Linked DNA regions of Capra hircus: region 1 is linked to region 2. Evidence: chromatin contacts called from public Hi-C data. All regions are on one chromosome and are shown on one strand. The core of a region is the stretch at or near the end of the contact, and the rest is flanking DNA. Distances in the headings are between cores, read along the strand shown.

Region 1 (2,700 bases), core at 69-2,568, 37 kb after region 2:
AGTTCCCTGTCTCTGGAAGTAAGAGAACAGAAGTGAACTCCCATCAGGAAGCTGGACAAGCAATTTCTACTTTAGGTGTGTCTCTGAAGACCAGGCCAGGGAGTGATGGGGAAGTGGTGGGGAGGAGAGTCCTCTGGCCATTCTTGGTGGATCCTCCACAGTTTCTGGGAAGGAAGGACTTGAGGGCTGTCTTGAAGCTGTGTTTGTGAAATAAACTCACCTTTCCCTAGTTAGTGTTGATTGGTTGGTTGTGTCTGGCTCTTTGTGACTCTGGACTGTAGCCTGCCAGGCTCCTCTGTCCATGGGATTCTCCAGGCAAGAATCCTGGAGTGGGTAGCCATACCCTTCTCCAGGGGATCTTCTCAACCCAGGGATTGGATCTGGTCTCCTGCATTGCAGGCAGATTCCTTCCCTTCTGAACTACCAGGGAGATTCTATTTGGTGTGGAGTTCCCAGGACTGCGGATGAGGGTCAGTGGCTTCGGGAAGCATGTGTTTCTCAGAGTGGCCACGAGGGGTCAGGCCAGAATGCGTTATTGCTGCTCCAGCTCCAAGCAGGAGGAGCCAGAACCCGATCTAACATCTGGGGGGCAGGAAGAGGGGTGCAGAACTGGACAGCTGTGAGGTGGGTGGGGAACTTTCCTCCCAATGGATCACAAGCCTAACTTTCTTTGGTGGGGAGGGGGAGATGGGGAAACGTAAGAACCTTTCCTTTGAACAGCTACTGGGGTGGGGGGGAGAAATGCAGAATTTGATGAAAACAGTTGTAGTAAGTGTCTAGGAAGCTTTTCAGCTTGGCATTAGAGACATATTTCTCCCATGAGGCAAACAGAATGTAAGCATATGGGTGCTGGGAGGAGCACAGGAGGAGGGGAACACAGGGGGGCAGTGCTGACCCCAGATGGTCGGGGCAGCTTCATGCACCGGGGTGAGCTGTGGGTCCTTCACATCATCCCCTGGGAGGGCAGATCATGGTGCAGGCTTTCCAGTATCCTAGGCTTACACATCTCTCCTTGCAGGGAAACGCCTTTTTTTTTTTTTTTTGCGGGGGGGGGGGGGTGGGGGTGGGTGGGGGTGGGGAGGGGGATGGAGGCTAAAAGGGGACGCTGGTGTGGGAGGGAGCAGGCCTGTGTGTGATGAGTGTGCGAATTTCAGAGCTCCTGGCATCTTCCCAGGTCAGCTGCTCCCCTGGGCTCTGCAGGGGCTTAGCACGGGCTTAGCACAGGCACAGCTGCGGGGAAGCACAAGGACTTCCACCTGCCCTCAGGGTGGGGCCTAGGGCCCTCTCTGGGTGAGGGGAGGGGGAGAGGGTCACACTTGTGACACATCGTTGGTACATCCCTGGGGGCGCAGGGCAGACAAGGCCAGGACTCCCTTGGGCTGCAGGTCCAGGAGAGGGACTGGAGAGCTCAGACACATCCCAGGATGGCAAAGAGGAGATCCTGCCCGTTCCCACCTCCTGCCTGCTGGACTGTTTTGGAGCCTGGCAGGAGTGGGACAGTATCTTGCAGTCCTGAGGGAGGTGGCTCCTGATGGGGGCAGAGATTGCACCTGGGAAGGTGACAGCTAGGTTTCTAGACTCACACACATCAGCTTGCTAGGTGCCTATCTAGACCTCAGTTTTCCCTTCTGTGCCATAAGGCTCACTTATTCATTTATTCGTTGCACATTTATCTAGTGTTGAGCTAAGGGCACGGGCTTTGCCATCCCACACCCCTGGGTTTGAGTCTCTGTCACTTACTTGCTGGACAATTTATGTGATGATCCGTGCCTCAGTTTCTTTATCTGTGTGTGCCTGCTCAGTCGCTTCCGTCGTGTCTCTTGTGACCCCATGGACTGTAGCCTGCCAGGCTTCTCTGTCCGTGGGATTCTTCAGGCAAGAAGACTGGAGTGGGTTGCCATTCCCTTCTCCAGGGGATCTTCCCAACCCAGGAATCAAACCAGAGTCTCCTGCATTGCAGGCAGATTCTTTACTGCTGAGCCACCAGGCAAGCCCTTCCTTATCTGTAAAAAGGGGTAAATAATATAGCGTGCCCCATAAGATTGTTGATTAAATTATTACACAGTGAGGAAAATAGGAACTGGATGTTGTCCTTCAGCAGCTCTCAGTATAAACACACCAAGAATACTCACACGTGAGCTTACAAATACACAACGACACACATACACGTGTGCCCTGAAGTTTGTGCACAAAAGAAACAGCATTCTATTTATTTTAAGAAAATATTTACTTGGCTGTGTTGAGTCTTAGCTGCAGCACGTGGGATCTTTGTCTCGTCAGGAGGATCTTTCATTGTGGCACCCAGCACTTAGTTGTGGAGGCCCAGGCTCAGCTGCCTGGTGGCGTATAGGGTCTTAGTTCCTCAACCAGGGATCAAACCCGTGTCCCCTACATTGGAAGGTGGTTTCTTAACCACTGGATCACCCAGGTGGAGAAGGAGCATTTTACAAGAGGCACATTCCAAAATTTCAGGTAGAGGCAGGTGTCCAGCTTCAGGCCTGAGGTCCACAGCAGGCTACCCATTCAGCTGTCTGGGATGTGCTTGGAGCTCATGCCATGTGTGTGTACATGCTTGCACATGTGTGAAGTCTCTGATTTTCCCCTCCCTCAGTCCCTGAGATGGTGGAAAGACACAGGGGAGTGGCCAACTTCTTTCCCTCTTTCCCTCCGCTCTTGGTCTCTGTGATCCTGTGAAAAGTC
Region 2 (2,748 bases), core at 215-2,714:
AACGAGTGAATGGACAGTGAGCATATCTCTGAGTGACCTTGAAGAATGTGCTTCTGCTCCCCCATATGTCCTGGAACACCCTAGACTTGGCATGGCCCAAAACAACGAGTGTGGTCCTACCATCCTGTACCTGAGGCAGGGCCTGCTCCGTGCTATGGGGAGCAGCCTCCTCCTTTGTTTACCTCCTGGGTCTTTGTGAGGGAGAACTGGGCTTAAAACCCTGCTAAGAGGGCCTGTCTTCTTAAAGGGATATTTGCTGTGGTCTTAGGAATGATGCTGTTTTTCAGACATTACATCTCATAGACACAGAAATACACAATGGATCTGCTTTCTCTCTTTGGTTTGGCTGCTAGGAGGCTCTAAACCCGGTTCATGGCTCAACTCTGAAGAGTGGGAAGGCTTCACAGCATATGTTTTGGCAGTAAGCCATGTTCTCGGACTCATTTCATGCCTCAGTCCTAACACTATGTCTCATTCTTCTGGCTTACTCCAAATTTAAATTCCTCTCAGTTGCATAGGTCCATATAAGTCCTCGAAAATCTTTTTAGAACAAGACCGAGTAGAAGACATTGTTTGTAGGTCTGGGTTTGGAAGGCCCTGAATACAATGTACGGGCTAAGATGCTCTTGTGCTTGCTTCCACCCAACACACATGCACAGGGCAGGGCTGGGACCCTCTCTGGTGAAACAGCTAGCCACGAGGCTGCCTCCTTCCAGGCTGCCCCAGGTCTCCTGGACAGCCACGGCCTGACGGTGTAGCGCCAGAGGATCGGCTTGTGCTGATCCAAGCTGCCTTGCGTCTGTGAGTCTGAGCCTATGAGCAGGTGTGTGTGTGTGCACAGGTCCATGAGGCAGGGTGGTGAAGGGATCTCCAAGGAGAGGCAAGAAGAGAAGGAGAGAGAAGTCCCAGGGCAGAGAAGGGGAGAGGCAGACAGGAGAAGCTGAGGCGGACAGGTAGGGGTGGGGCTGTGGTGGTGGGGCAGGAGACAGGTCGGCTGGGGGGTCCTGGGGCCCCTGGCACTGTCTGCTCCAGGCCTGGCCCCGTCTTGGCAGTGGCTGTACTGGCAGGCCCACTCCCCACCCAGTCACAGCCACCCAGATCTGGTCAGCCCCTCCCGTGCTCTGAAGAACACTGGGCAAGGCTGGTCCTCACCCGACATTTTACCTCCGTGATGGCTCCAGAAGGGTATTCCAACCCCAGGCAATGCCAGCCTCGGTCCTTTGAAGCTGAGCTTGTACTCAAATCTTCGCTGAGGCAGATGGCCCCCCTCGGGGCTGTGGGGGTCCAGGAGTACGAGGAGCAGAAGGCAGAGCAAGGGATCCAGGCCACGGACCACCCTCATTGCGAAGGGAACTAGTAGCCGGGCCCCAGGGTGGATTTGCAGCTGGGAGGATAGGGAGGGGCTCCTGGGATGGGGCCAGGTGGGGAGGAGCCAGGATGGCCCAGAACCTGGGTTTTTGGCACTGTCTTCTCCCTCCCTCCCCAGCACAGACATCCTGTTCCTTTCAGGCCTGATCTCAGGCCCCGCCCCACCCTTTACCTCCAGCCTGATGAGGCAGCCTGACCTCCTGCCAACCTGAGCTCTGCCCAGCTCCTCGGCTCAGGCCATCCTTCCTCCTTCCTTCTGTCCCCGCGGCTGCAGGGCCTCATCGGGATCACTGGGACGAGCCACCATCAGCAGCTCTGACTTTCCTCCCTGCCTGGGATGGGCCCCGGCATCCTGGCCCCTTCCCACGGATGGCTGTCCCTGCTGTCTGGCCATCACCACCACCCCCATCCTTCCCTGTCCTGCTCTCACTGCCTTGATTCTCAGCTCTCTCCCATACTCCCAAACACTCATGCCTCCAAGCAACGTGGTTTCCTCAACGAAGAAATTATATGAGAATAAAAAAAATAAATTATGTGAAAATAGAAAGAGAGTCTCAAGAGACAGAGCAAATAAATGCATCGCATGGACCTTGTGAGGGGAAAAATGAGATGGGGAAATTTGAACACTGGATATTTGATTAAGGGATTCTTGTTAGAATTTTTAGGAATAATAATGGTATTGTGGTAGAATTTCTTTTTTAAGTCTTACGTCTTCTGGAGAACTATACTAAAGCTTTATGGATGAATTGATATAACATTAGGATTTGCTTCCAAGTCTCCTAAAACTTGGGTGGGAAGAGGGGAACAGGGTGTGCATGGCAGAGAATTGGCCTTGAGTTGATAACTGTTAAAGTTGGGTAGTAGGGACGTGAGGGGTCCTTGTATTCTAATCTCTACTTTTATATGTTTGATAATTTCCATAATGAAAGAAGTTTTGAAAAAATAAGAAATCCTGGGACTCCCCTTGGTGGTCCAGTGGTTAGGAATCTGCCTAGCAATGCAGGGGACGTGGGTTCGATCTCTGGCTGGAGAACTAAGATCCCGCATGCTGCAGAGCAGCTATGCCCACGTGCCACAACTAGAGAAGCCTGCATCTTTTGCAACGAAAGAGTCCACACGGTGCAGCCAAGACCTGGAGCAGCCAAATGAATTAAAAAAAAAAAAAGCTGAAAAATCCTGTATCTCAAATATTTTCATCCAAATAAATTTTGGTTTTCCAGAGTGCCTCCAAGAATTCTGGATAGCTTAAGTTTTACTGTACTTTGTAAACCCCCAGTAGAATTAAGATACTGAAGCTCTACAAGTTAATTAAAACCACGGCTGCAAACGGAAAATTTTAGGACACGCTAAAAGAAGAACTTCATTTCTCTACACTGAGCC

What was found. A called contact is a pair of places that touch in the nucleus more often than the background predicts.
Region 1: a Hi-C map of blood shows a contact between it and region 2, with 1.7 times the contacts expected there. The contact joins the enhancer-like site here to the promoter of LMAN1L in region 2. A contact is called at or near these places in 3 of 5 Hi-C or Micro-C datasets (all in blood).

Annotation. Positions count from the first base shown.
Region 1 is chr21:33,353,858-33,356,557 of ARS1.2, forward strand. No RefSeq gene overlaps it. Among named protein-coding and RNA genes, the nearest start is that of CSK, 13 kb to the left of the region's middle. Within about 2 kb of position 1,319, at least 1 of the 5 cell types and tissues checked has an H3K27ac peak or open chromatin away from gene starts, as enhancers often do.
Region 2 is chr21:33,316,979-33,319,726 of ARS1.2, forward strand. It overlaps LMAN1L (protein ERGIC-53-like), which reads right to left and starts at 1,465. Exons shown (of 13, transcript XM_018066365.1): 1 at 1,165-1,465. The coding sequence starts at 1,342.